3 separate regions of the Mus musculus genome follow, and all the other regions are linked to region 3. A link is a contact called in public Hi-C and HiChIP or PLAC-seq data. All regions are on one chromosome and are shown on one strand. The core of a region is the stretch at or near the end of the contact, and the rest is flanking DNA. Distances in the headings are between cores, read along the strand shown.

Evidence for each region. A called contact is a pair of places that touch in the nucleus more often than the background predicts. HiChIP or PLAC-seq counts read pairs in DNA pulled down with a chosen protein or histone mark.
Region 1: a Hi-C map of cortical neurons shows a contact between it and region 3, with 3 times the contacts expected there. The contact joins the promoter of Kbtbd3 here to the promoter of Gria4 in region 3. A contact is called at or near these places in 1 of 39 promoter capture datasets (hippocampal neurons) and 2 of 484 Hi-C or Micro-C datasets (cerebellum and cortical neurons).
Region 2: an H3K27ac HiChIP or PLAC-seq map of SST interneurons shows a contact between it and region 3, with 6 times the contacts expected there. The contact joins the promoter of Casp1 here to the promoter of Gria4 in region 3. A contact is called at or near these places in 5 of 39 promoter capture datasets (the HPC-7 cell line, embryonic stem cells, hippocampal neurons and 2 more) and 1 of 115 datasets of contacts at active chromatin or transcription factors (SST interneurons).

What each region holds. Positions count from the first base shown.
Region 1 is chr9:4,307,713-4,312,496 of GRCm38.p6, forward strand. It overlaps Kbtbd3 (kelch repeat and BTB (POZ) domain containing 3), which reads left to right and starts at 2,031. Exons shown (of 3, transcript NM_001164574.1): 1 at 2,031-2,222. It overlaps Aasdhppt (aminoadipate-semialdehyde dehydrogenase-phosphopantetheinyl transferase), which reads right to left and starts at 1,782. Exons shown (of 6, transcript NM_026276.3): 1 at 1,542-1,782; 2 at 982-1,207. The coding sequence starts at 1,724.
Region 2 is chr9:5,296,923-5,301,345 of GRCm38.p6, forward strand. It overlaps Casp1 (caspase 1), which reads left to right and starts at 1,595. Exons shown (of 10, transcript NM_009807.2): 1 at 1,595-1,801; 2 at 2,358-2,624; 3 at 2,881-2,943. The coding sequence starts at 1,795.
Region 3 is chr9:4,793,059-4,797,653 of GRCm38.p6, forward strand. It overlaps Gria4 (glutamate receptor, ionotropic, AMPA4 (alpha 4)), which reads right to left and starts at 3,176. Exons shown (of 17, transcript NM_019691.5): 1 at 2,787-3,176; 2 at 2,129-2,305; 3 at 752-910. The coding sequence starts at 2,216. It overlaps Gm46100 (predicted gene, 46100), which reads left to right and starts at 3,246. Exons shown (of 2, transcript NR_165471.1): 1 at 3,246-3,316.

The DNA.
Region 1 (4,784 bases), core at 781-3,280, 490 kb before region 3:
TATTTACTTCTCATCATCACTAAGAAAAGAAGCACCCAATCACAATTTGAAAATGAGTGGAATGGTAATGACACAACACTAGTGCCAACTGAATGGATCTCTTCCTCTGTGTTATTGGAACATAATAAGCTTTGAGCCAGTTAAACTATAAAAGGAAACGGTTATAATCAAAATTGATGGGTGTCAAAGGATTAATAAAGTATTAACAAGAGACAGAATCTTCAATATCTGCTTAATACTTTCCTACTATTTAAAACGTCAATTAATAATGACTTCCTTATTCAGTACTGACCACAGTCAACCCCTCACAAAATGGGTTGTAAAATCTGTTTATTTCCAGATAGGCACTAACTGTGCTATCTATCTTTTTTCTAAGTGTCTAATGGCCTCTCCACTAACTTCTAGTTACAGAAAAAGCTCCTATGAAGCTTCCCCAGAGCTACAAACCCATGTGGACTATTCACAAAAATAAGCCTGACTCCTCTACAGTAGCAGTTACTTTAGAACAAGCCTTCAACAATACCATTAAGTCCTTTCATTGGAGCTGTGCTTCAAAAAGGCTTCTTAAAAATTCATGCTGAAGCTTAATTGCCAATACAAGAGCACTGCAAGGCCATAGCGGGTACCACCTTCATTAATAAACTTATTATCCCAGTCCTCAAGGGTTTCCTTGAACTCAGAACAATGAGCTTAAAGAAGCTCATCTTTGTAATTCAGCCTCGCTTATTTTGTAACAAGAAAAAAACAAAAATACTTAGAAAAATGATGATACCTAAAGAAAATGTAGCTAACAATTTAAAGGGGTTAAAAGGTACAGTAATATAGAATCTACTGTCTCTATAGATAAAAGTTAAAGGAAATGCATCCTTTTTGGTTAAATGTTTTATCAGTAAATTAAGTACTGCCAGTAAACTTACAACTGCCTAATAGTTAAGATCTGAGACATAAAACACTTAATATGTCATAAAAGTGAACCATCACCTGGAAAACTAGTCTTCATGATATCAATGCCAACCTGTACCTCAGGTTCTGCAGCAAGAACTGCATAGTCCCCTTGGTGAGAGATGTTAAAGTTGAAATTGGGATATGGATTCAACGAGTCTTTCGCAAGAACCGGCTTTCCCTTTGAAGTTCTCTGCAGACGGATATGATCCCAAGGGATATTCAATTTCTCTGCAACTAATTTCCTTATCATCAAACGACCAGCCTGTTCAGACATAAAACACACGGTGTGTATTGCTATCTACTAATCGCATAAGTACACTGCTTAGAAAGTATATTTATGGCTTCTAAGTTTCAAAGTATAAACACATTCATTAGTAAACAGACGATTACTCCATAGGCCCCGCCTCCAATTTTAGGGTAAGGGTCTCCACAGGCAACCTCACAAGGGAAGACTAGATGTGAGTGACCCAGGCCTCCGGGATACGAAGGCTGAAGACGGTCGCACGCACTCCGGAGGCTCCGAGACCGCAACGCCACGAGCGCACGTGGGAGTCCGCAGCCCGGCCCGCCTCCCAAAAGTCGCAGGCCTCAAGTACCAAGGCTGCCTTGGCGTCGCGGGCAAACACGAACTTGCCGATGCGCTCCTTCTCCTCCGGCTGGATAGACCGCATCGCCAGAAGCCATTCGGCTCGACTTGGCAGCCAGGTACCGCAGGAGAATGCCCAACGAACGCCCTCCATGGATGGCACCACGCACAGCCTCTTAGCGGGGAACACCATACGACCGGCTCGGTCCGCTGATCCTCAAGCCAGGTAGAGCAGACGCTGACGTAGCCACGCCCCGTCGCTCCGGAGTCTGCGCAAAGGGGCAGCACCTCGCAACAGACGTTACCAGGCTCCACCCCTTTTCAGGCGTCTGTGCGAAGTAGCTGGACGCCCGGCTTAGAAGTTTCACAGACCCCCCCACCCCCACCTTTAGTTCAGGGTTGAGCGTGGGGGCGTGGCCTGACGCAGCTTCGCCCCCAACCTGTACGTCTCCTACGGAAGCCGGCAGGGCGGTTTGGGGCGGAGATTCAGAGTCAACCCAGAGCTCTGCGGCACGGCGTGACGTCTTGTGAGCTTAGCTCGCTCTCCTCGGAAAGGGCGGGACCAGAGTTTCTCAGAACCGTTTTAGCTGCTCACTCTGGAGAAAGAGCTAACGAGACAGTCGCACAAGCCAATCGCAGCCGGAGTTTACAGGCTGGGCCTGGGTGGAGACTTCACCGACTGCAGTTGCAGGTGGGTGAGCTGTGCGGTTTGAGGGAGGAGTGGGCTTGGACCGGCTTGGACCGGCTTGAATCTGGCTGTTGGAGGCAAGGCTCCTACTACTCTCGGTTGTGGTGCATCTCGTGAGCGCTCCGGAAAGGAAAGGTCCGCAGCGAGGAGCCTTCTGCACAGGGAGTTCTATATGGCAGCCGGCAGGGAGGTGACCCTTCCCTTCGTTTGCCAATGGGCCCTCCGCAGACCTCCCTGTCTACCCCGGGCCAACCGAGAACAGAATCGGTGGTGCAAGCCCTCTAAGCTTTGCTGTGCCCCTCAAGGGTTCTGCGCACCTTGATGCCTCATGCTGTTCTTCCTGCCGTCACACCAGTGCATTTCTGTTTCCTTGGTTGCTTGTGTAGATGGATGTCGGTGCTCTTCTGTGAACATCCATTTGAACAAAGTCGAGGACGAGTTAGGGTCCATGGAAAAGTTGGTCTCTGCAGATGAATGTGGATTTCGTGGATGATGGTAGATAGGTGTCATGCTGATTCAACCTTTCTAAGGTGGCCAGAAAGTATCTGGGAAAGCTAGCAATAATCTAATCTACACAACCACTGTCCATTAGTTCTGTATTCCTAGAGATGGGTATAGTCTGATCTGTACTTATTCCCATTAACATTTTTTGTGATATTACACACCCCTCGAGTCTTCTGCAGCTACATGGCAGTTTGAGTCACTCACACACAGACATTGCTATCTTGATATAACCCCTTATCTGTTAAAAGAGTGAGTGAGGTGCTATTTAAGATGTGAATATTGCAAAGACCTCATAATGTGACAAGGTATCTGAAGCACACAGAAAAAGCTACAGTAAGCAATGTGGGGATGAATAAAGACAGCAAGCACTAATACCCTTATCAGTAATTATAATAATTCAAGTTCTGTTTTTCATCCTATGTAGCTAAGAATCCTGTTATAGTGTCTTTCCCCGTGTTTTTGATGATAGTGTGGTGACGTGGGCCAGAGCAGTTCAAGTAGGACAAAAGAGGAACATGACTAGGTTCATGATGACTGGACGTAATGGTACCAAAAGAGTATTGTCAAGCTTGTTATCCTGGATAAGGAGTAGAAAATTACAGTGGTGCCTAGGGGAGAATAGGAAGTCAAGAGATGGGGATTTTTTTGTTGTTGTTGTTTGATATGTATTTAAAGATAAGAGTACTGGAATTGCATGTTATGCTAAGTGTCTAACAGAGAAGGAGAAATTTCTAATGTGTATGCCAGTGACAGACAGACAGAAGATGATGGCCATTCTAGCAATCACTCCAGAGGGATGGACCATATTTGCTTTTTGCCATGTCACTGAGCTGGAGATGCAACTTCGTATTAAAACTCGTGTCTAGTGGGGTGTAGAGATAGCTCAGCTGTTAAGAGAACTGTCTGCTCTTCCAGAGGGCTTGAGTTCAATTCCAAGCAACCACATGACGGCTTACAACCATCTACCCTGGGATCTGATGATGCCCTCTTCTGGCATGCAGGTGTACATACAGATAGAGCATTCATTTACATAAAATAAGTAAATTAAAAACAAAAAAAACCAAAACCCTCATGTCTAGTTATGCACTGTCCTGGGTTTAAAATAGTACCTTCCACAATAATTACTCTAAATGTTCCAACAAATAACCTTCTTTCAACTTATGTCACTTATGAGCTACAAATATATTCTAAAACTGGAACATCAAATTACTGCCACATTAGAAGTTAATGGTTCTTGACTTTAGAATCATAGGTCCTTTACTTGTTTTCTGCATCTCTGTCTTCTGTGGACAGTAATGGCTACCTCTAACTTTTTAAAACCAAAAGACTCCTTTTTCATTTGAGGGCTTTATATAATTTCTCTGTTGATTTACCTTCTCATCATTTAGGTGTCAACAATACATCCTCAAAAAGATTAGTATTGTAATGGATGAGGGCAAGCCCTCCAGAGTCAGAGTATTTGAGTTTACATACCAGCTTCCCACTTACTCATTGTATGTGACCTTGTGCAAAGTACTTATTTCCCCATCTATAAAATAGAGATAATAATAGTTTTTGATTTGTATAAGTAGCTAGAGGATTTAAAGAGCATACAAAATATGCAGAAGTAGCAGCACTAGATAATAAACACAAAAAGAAAGAAAATATAGAAAGTGTAGGTGTATGTATGTCTGTCATATTCTCCAAAACAGCTCTCGTTCCACTAGATCATATCTGTTCCTTAATTGGCACTGAAGCCTACTTCTTCAGGATTCCTGCATAGACAGAAGACCAGCTGAAACTGAGCAACTACTAGATTACAGATAGCTATTTTTGGTTTAGCCTGTAAGTCCTTCCAAAAATCCAGGTTATAATATATAATCCGGTGTGTGTGTGTGTGTGTGTGTGTGTGTGTGTGTGTGTGTGTGTGTTTGTGTGTGTGTGTGTGCATGCAGAGAGAGAGAGGCGGGAGAATTATTTTATAAGTTCTACGGTGCTAGAGAATGCTGATTAATACAGTGCTTTTACATAACTTCTATAGTAAACTCCATATCTAGATATTAGTGACTGGATGCTCTAATG
Region 2 (4,423 bases), core at 345-2,844, 500 kb after region 3:
GTGCCAAGTTGATATAAAACTATCCAGGACAACACCCCAACTCATAATTCAAGGTGCTGTAAATTCTTTCTTTCCTAAAGTGTATACCCCACTGTCCCAACCTTCCATTTACCACCTGACTCTGCATTGCCTAGCTGCATTGCCATGGGTTTCCCCTAATAACTGCTCAGTGGAGTTGTATTTTCTAATTTCCTGTCTTCCTTTCTAGATTAGAGTTGCTATTGTAAATGAGAAGCCTAGGTGTCTCTCTTGAAGCTTCACTTCAATTGTTGCAGATATATATAACTCATAACAAAAAACAAAGCCAGTTGTTGAAAACCATTTCTTTCTTCTGTTAAGAATTTAAATTAAGCTTATATTTCTTGATTATGTATGTTACAGGAAACAAAATAAAGAAGCCAAGAGCCAGGTATCTAATCACAATGGTGAAGGAAAATTCCAGAAAAGAAGCTATGTCTGGATGTGAACAGAATTCTCCTGGAAGAAGGTTTTGTGTCTTCTGAGATGGACAGACAATTGGAATTGCTGTACTGTAGAAAGTTTGGAATTTTGTAGGTGCAGACGGTAACTACTACATCTTAGATTAGTATTAGCCTTCTAAAACAACCATTCCTTGGTCCACTCTGTATCTGAAGTAACACCTTGTGGTCATAAATTAAAACCTCTTAGAAGCTATTAACATAGAAGAACATGCAATTTAACCAATCAGAAAGCTAATACTGTCATTTTATGATTATAGGAAACCTTTCCCCCACATCAATGTATCTGCTTTTTAAGCTTGTTGATGCATTTTAAACTTGCCTTGACTTATACCTTTCTTTGTTCTCCAAAACTAGAAATACCTGATGAAAAGTTTTTCAAGTTGGATCTTGGAATTTGGGGTAACCTAAATCAGTGTTCTTGGGTATAGACTCCAGCAAAAAAAAAAAAAACAAAAAAAACAAAAAACAAAAAAAAAACCCAACAAAACTAATCTATTTATTACCTTTAAGGTAGAGCTATGGGTGTTTGTTGTTTGTTTGGTTGGCTGGTTGTTGGCTTTTTTTTTTTTTTTTTTTTTTTTTTTTTTTTTTTTTTGGACATAAGCATCTTGATGTATCCTTATCGACGATACTTATGCCCAGCAGGCTAATTATTCAAGGGCATCCCCTGCCAGGGAAGCAAGTAGTTTGACAGTAGATGCACACCTCTGCTTCTGGTCCTCCGAGTCCAATCCTGCTGTCTGTCTAACTCTGCAACGGAACAGGAGCAGTAACTTCAGCCTATCTCTACTGCCCTGCCTCATATGCTTTTTTCCACTACTCATTACCTAATTCCAGCCCCCAACTACAACAGGCACTCCTGCTAGCCCACAGACTTACAAGCCAGAAAACAGTATATTGACTACAGTTCTTCTCTTCTCTCTTTGTTCTCCCAGCTCTGATCCCAGAGTCTCAGGCCCAGCCCTGCAGCAGAAACACGTGTGGCAGCCTTCCCTGCCTACTTGTTCCTCTCCTGTGAATCCCACAGATTCTCTACCTTCTCTTCCTGGACTTGTTGTCACAGCTCCTTTCTTTCTTGATGACTAAGACTCACTCCCTTCCTTTCCTGAGCTCTTCCAAGTGTTGAAGAAGAATCATTTCCGCGGTTGAATCCTTTTCAGACTTGAGCATTTAAACCTAACTTTAATTAGGGAAAGAAACATGCGCACACAGCAATTGTGGTTATTTCTCAATCTGTATTCACGCCCTGTTGGAAAGGAACTAACAATATGCTTTCAGTTTCAGTAGCTCTGCGGTGTAGAAAAGAAACGCCATGGCTGGTGAGTTTTCTCTATTATTAAAAGAACTCGTTTGGACAATAAGTCATTTGGAAAGGGACTCGCTTTTCTGAAAGCCATCATTAGTTTCTGGAGTTATTTAGGTGAGCTGAATCTGGGCAAAGTGAAGACTATTTAGAAATCTGCACAGAAGATTCTTGACGTCTTAATCTCTGGCCAGGGTCAGAAAGGACCTTTACTTGTATCCTGCCATTGTTGCCATCGTTTTTTGCAATCTTAGCTAGTAAGAGTCCCTAGTTAGACAGAGGGAACTGAATGAGTGACAGAGATGGTGGCAGCAAAAGAAAATGGTTTATGCTTCTTGAGTTCTAACAGAAAGATATGTGCCTCATACTGTATGCTTTTGTGTAATGTTGAAGGACAAATGTGGAGCAGAGATAGGAAAAAATAAGAGAGAGAGAGAGAGAGAGAGAGCAGGGAAACGCTGTATGTGAAAGGGACATTTTGCTGATTCACTCTGAAAGACAGTATGCTTTCTTTACATGAAAGGAACACGCAACTGTTTTCTTGATTTGAGAATTCTTTGTGTCTTAAACAGACAAGATCCTGAGGGCAAAGAGGAAGCAATTTATCAACTCAGTGAGTATAGGGACAATAAATGGATTGTTGGATGAACTTTTAGAGAAGAGAGTGCTGAATCAGGAAGAAATGGATAAAATAAAACTTGCAAACATTACTGCTATGGACAAGGCACGGGACCTATGTGATCATGTCTCTAAAAAAGGGCCCCAGGCAAGCCAAATCTTTATCACTTACATTTGTAATGAAGACTGCTACCTGGCAGGAATTCTGGAGCTTCAATCAGGTAAGAGCCTGAATCTTAGACCAAGTTGAGAGTCTATATATTTGGATAACCAATGTCTAATTGATATATTTCTTATGTAGTTTAAAGACAACCACTCACCTTCAGCTCCAGACTCCCATTTTTGTGTCTGTGGCTCTGCTGTGTGTCTCATGACTATTCCTATTCCTTCTGCCTTGTCTCCTGTAGCACACATTGGCCTCAGTCTCACCAAGGATGACCTTGCTATGGTGAATTCATTTCTTTTGTCTCTCTTCAGCTCCATCAGCTGAAACATTTGTTGCTACAGAAGATTCTAAAGGAGGACATCCTTCATCCTCAGGTACCCATACTGATAGAGGAATAATACTCGCTGGATCCTCATCTCTTTTGCATTATTATCTTCATATAATACCAAGACTGAAGCAAGTTTGGGGGGTGCTATGAATAACTCATATTTTCCTCTTATTCTCTGTATATCTTGTTTGAGCAAGGCAGTTCTTGTGTATTTATACAAAACTTTCTGAGTCTGTGTCCAAGTCTTATCTCCCTAGTTAGGTATGAAACCTAATTCAAGTGTCTAGTGCACTTATTCCCATTTTTTCTGGACATTTTAGCTGAACAACCCCCAAAGATAAACTTGTCATTCTTCCCCATTCTACTTCTTAGCAGTTTTCTTAGTCAATGCTGTCATCACTGACAGTTGTTCAAATCTGAAACTCAAAAATGCAGTCTGACTACTTCTTCCTGCTTCTAACTACTTTCAGTCTGTGTCTAGGTTTTCCTCTCTCAAGTTTTCTATCACCTTATCATACACCAATTATCAAAGCACATAGTAGCTGCCAACCATGAATCTCTATAGTTATCTGTGCCTGCAATAATTTTCTTGTTCACTAGAAGAAAAATGGTTATCATATGCCAATTATATTCCAGATATTATACTATAGGGTGTTCAAGAATAATAAGTATGACAAGTTAGACTTCTTACTGAACTTAAGTTGCATAAATAAATATTAAACAAATATTTATTTAAAACTATCCCTGAGTTAAAGCTACCTACCAGCATTTCAGGCATAGTAACAATAATGCAAACTCTTATTAAGATAACATTGAATGCTATAAGAAAGTCAATATTCATATTTGTTCTTACATAGTAGAAGACTGTTTTTTTATTCATATGATTATAAAATAGTCATTCTTAATGAGCAAGGAGCTCTGTTCCATGCCAGACATCTTCCACACCTACAGCCAACAGTACTAACAGAACTATGTTCACAGTAAACCTGTAAGAGACATTGCAAAGAATGTGAGAAGATTATTTGTGGAAGACTTTGTAAGCTCAGCTTAGATGTGTCACACACCAAACACATGTGTGGCTTCTATTGGCTACAGCTGATCACTCAGACAGGCTATGTTCTGGAATGATGATAACAATGACAGATTGGTGGTGCAGGGTGGGGGCATCCTACAGATACTGAGTACAGATTCTGAGAGTATACAATCAACTTTACTATTAAAAAGGCAAAAATAGGCTTCATTTCACACAACACAGAATTCCCAAAGAAAATATTTATGTCCCAAATGACAAAACACCTATCGAAGTGGTCTTCTCTGAAATGGCTCCTCTACATTATGGAAGCTGAGGCAGTCAGCACACACCACACCCCTTATTAATTTATTTCTTAAGAAATAACTAAAGCGGCATGTTATAACAGCAGTTTTCCACCATAGTTCTGAAGTAATTTCATTGAGAAGACAATTCTTTCTCACCAGGTGAGAAAGTCAAGTGTTTAAAAGAAAACCAATTATACTACTGGCTCTAT
Region 3 (4,595 bases), core at 1,926-4,425:
TGCGATTAGTTAGCTTTTTTAGCCACATCAAGTTCCATAGCATCTTGACAGGGTACATATTCCAGGTGGCATTCTATGGGGTCACCCATTTAGTTTCATTATGTGGGAGATTCAGCTGGATTGGTTTTAGAATCCAAGTAGATCAGAGACTAAAATGATGGGCAATAGGGTAGGGATTCATGGAGTTCCATGAAAAGATATCCATTAAAACAGCAAGAGACATTTACAACCTCCAACATAAGGGCAGAGCAGCCTCCAATGACATCACTGGATCTTATGTAGTATCTACTGACTGACTTAAATGCATTTTCCACATCACTTGTTCTCTTGCATCCTCTCATGGCTTTTACTACTGGGAAGAGCATGTGTCTTCTTTAAAAGGAAGGCAGGCACTTACTTCAGTAAAAATCAAGAAGAACCCAAAAGGATGAAATAAAACACTAAACTGAGTACAGTTTTCACTAGTATTCGGAAGACAGGAACAATACTAAACATTACAAGAGAATTCAGTTTATGTGATCCATGCAGGAAAATTAAAAGGCAGAAAGGGAAAAAAGGATACAGGAGAAAGGGAGGAGGCAAGGAAGGGTGGAAGGAAGCAAAGAAAGGAAGGAGACTAAACCTTTTAAACTATGATTTTTTTATTCTAACATCACTGTTAGAATCTGGATTTTTTCCAGAAAATTCTTAACAAAGAAATCCCACTAGCTCATTTTAGTTCTAATTTAGCCGCAACTTATATTATACTTACATGCATTTGTCACAGCAAAACTGTTGGCAGTCTCAATGTTGTCCACATGAGGTACCAAATTGAAAGGGGCTTCAGATGCATTGGGGCTGGTGTTATGAAGAAAGATAGCTAGCCGAAAAGCAGTGTATTCCTGGTCTGTGTTTCGGATAAAGAGACCACCTATGAAAGACAGCAGGAAATACTCACTCAATGATTCCTGTTTTAAATGTTACACCTAGTTCCATGACTGTCAAACATATCTCCAACCGCAAGCACACACAATTAAGGAGCTCTTTGCCATATCATAGGGGCTGCCTTTTGTCCCTGCAATGCATGCTTAATGTTTTAGTCTTTAAGGCATTTCAGCTTTTTCTTGCTTCAATCTGTCGTGATCACAATGACCTCTGAGACAATTTTGTGTATCTTGCTTTCTTTCCCTTGCCCTCTTTAGGATTCTCCCATCACATCATTGTATCAGCCAGTCCAGTTCAGGACATCTTTCTCTAGCAGGGAATATGCAGATGGATAGAGAAGAGATTTCCATTACAATACAGGACCTGAACGAAGGTACATGAAGGCGCACACGAGAGCAGGTTTAGAAGGTTTAGAAGGGAAGAGAACTTAGCTTGGCCCCCGATTTTGTGTACCCGGTCCAATTAGTTCGGTTTTGTGCACAGTACACACACACACACACACACACACACACACACACACACACACACACACACACACACAAATGATGCAGTGTTTGAGGTTGGGCTGGGCTGGGCTGGAAGAAATTCAATAGCCGAGTCCCATCAACAGACAGGAGAGGAGAATGGCAATCATGGTGGAGGAAGGGAGGGTCGCGAGAAACGAGGGTGGGGAGATACAGAACAGAAGCTTAAGTCAAAAGCAAAATAAAACCAACGAAGGTTCCTCGAAAAGGGTCTAACATTTGAATCTGCCAACTGGCAAGGCAACAAGGAAAGAAGTGAGGGCAAAAAATGCCTTTCCCCCCATCTCCTTCTGTAACAGCGAGAATGCTGCAGCTTGCAGAATAGCAAAAAGTGGGTTAAAAAAAACAAACAAACAAACAAAAACGAACACAAAATAAAACTCGGCATTTCCTCTTGTTCTACGAAAACGAGATTAAAAGAAAACGAGTATAAAATGCAATCAAAGTCCATGAAGGTTTGATTGTTTGTTTGTTTATTGTTTTCTCCTTCCTCAACTTCTTTCATTCCTACTTTAACCTACTGTAGAGCAAGAAGGAACTTGAATCAGGGTTGGGTGTGCTAGCCTGAACTTGCACCCAGAAGGTCTGTTTGAAAAGGGAAAGCTCCTCCATAGAATTCCTTATCTGCAACTCATTTACCTCACATCAGCTACATGCACCTCTTCCCCAGTTCTTCTTACCTATTTGAACGCTGCTCGGAAAGGCTCCCATGGCGAGTCCCCAAAATCCAGAAAACAACAAGACAATCTGCCTGCAAATAATCCTCATCTTCTTTGCTCCTCTCCCTGGTGCGCGCTCTCCTCTCTTTCTCTCACTCTTGCTAAATGATTTTCAGAGAGGCATTGAAGATGATGGCGCTAAAATTCAAAGAGAGAGAGAGAGAGAGAGAGAGAGAGAGAGAGAGAGAGAGAGAGAGAGAGAGAGAGAGAGAGAGAGAGAGAAGAAAAGGTTTGGGTGCTTTTAGGTTATGACAGCTTTCCCTCAACAATCCATCCCCAGCTGCCAGATGTTTCCCGCAGTCTCCATAGCCCTGGGGGAGGTTTTCTGTCCTGCTGATAATGTTCATGCAGAAGATGGTGGTGGCCAGTCTAGCTGCTGCTCTGCTCACAGAGATGAGACATGCGCTCTGTCTGTGGCTCCCTTGCGCTCCCTTGCTCACATCCACACGGTTGCGGGCGCCACACGCGCTCTGCAGCTCACAGCCGACCCCCGCCCGGGCTACAGCATCCCTGAGCGCCTCCAGTGCCTCGGTACCGGAGCGCGCACTCCCACCACGGCCCCTCACCCCTTGCCCCTTGCTCCTCGCCTCCCATTCCCTTTCCCCCAGCCTGTACTCACCAGATCGCCCAGGTCTTCAGGGAGGCTCTGGAGCGAGTCTTCAGGCTGGGGTTTTGGCGTACAGTCTCCAGTATCTGATCCCCTTCCTCCTACCTTCCGCGCGTTTGCCGAGGAACCGGCTCTGGAGGTGGGGGCCCCTCTTCAGAACCAGTGTTTTTCTTTTTATGCCCTCCAAGTCGCCTTTGGATTCTTGGTTGAGCTTGGCAGGAAACTACCCCGGGGGGCCGGGTATGCCAGCCCGGATCCCGGGCTGGGGGGTTGGAGAGGAAGTTAGCACCTCCCCATGGTCTCAGTCCCCTGCAGCATCCTTGCAGGCTCGCGGGAGGACAAGCTGCCTCCCGGCTCCCAGCCCTTTCCTCTCAGCCTTGCCCAGCCTAGTCCGCTTCTGCTATTGGGTTGCGCGCCCGCGCGAGCGAGCGAGCGCGCGCACGCGAGGGGAGACTTCCTTGCTGCAACTGCAGCAAAGATTTCTCACCAGCAAACAACCAGGGGAATCTGCAAAGCCCTTGATGCGGATGGATGCGGTAAAGGTACTCAGAGAAGGAGAGGAGCGAGGAGGGGGACAAGGCAGCCCCGAGGTGATGAGGCTGGGGTCTAGAAGGGAAGAATTGGAGGAGGTAGGAGGTAAGGGTAGTGAAAGTCAGAGAAGTTTACAGGATAGAAAAGGGAGGTGTGTGTGAGGGGGTGGGCAAGGGAGGAAGAGGAGACCAGAGGGGTGGTGGTGGTTAGCAAGACACACTCAGAGACCTCTAGTATGTTCTTTAAAGGGCACTAGGCAGAATTAGGAATTAACATTGAGAAGTATAAATTAAGAAAACTACTTAAAGGCTGCAGTTCATTTCTATTCAGTGATTTACCCAAAAGGATGCTTTCCTGCATTTTGTGTGTGTGTGTGTGTGTGTGTGTGTGTGTGTGTGTCGTGGTGAGTGTATTGTGTGTGTTGTTGTGTATGTGTTCTCCATACACATCTCCTTTGCTTGGGGTTTGGAAAACTCATTCTACTTACAGTCACCTCCAAGAAGGCATGGCTTTTGCAGATGAAGTCAGCAAGTTAGTTTGAGTTTGTATAAGAAAGTAGAAAGGAATTAAGCTAGGATTTTAGGAATATTGTCACTTTGTTCACAGAGTCACCTTTAAAGCTGTCATTTCACTCGCTGTCGTTTTATGGGAAGAGGCTGGGACACCTCCAAAGGAGGTGATTGCAGTACCTGTAGACAATATGGAAGATAGCTTTCTAATATCCCAATACAAAATAATATGTCCTAAGGAGAAATGACAGTAACCTAGGTCTTCAATGATATAGTTTAAAGTCCAGGAGGGAAGCCTAGGAGAACTCAACCCTACTCAAAAACTATAGACAACTGAGGAGAACTGGGAGTGGGGGAGATTGTCTTCCACAGAATAACAAACCAATTGGTAGTCCTTGGGCAAACAGTTCACTCACATACAAGTAATATTTCATGGACTTAGCAAGTTTATATTTAGAATGAATATATATATATATGAATATATATATATATATTCATGTGATATATATTATCACATGAACAATTGAAAAAGAGGCCATAGATTTTAAGATGAGTAGGGAGGGGTTTAGAGTATGGGAGGATTTGGAGGGAGGCAATGAAAGGGAGAATTGTAGTAATTCAATTACACTCTCATAAACAAACAAAAAGAAGTTAGTGAAAATGGAATAGCACCTCTTATCACATTTTTAAAAGAATAAAGCAAGTGCCTGAGTGTGTCTGATAAAATGTGTAAAGGGGAAGCTGATGACGTATATCAAATTGCAGCAAGAATTTACCTGGT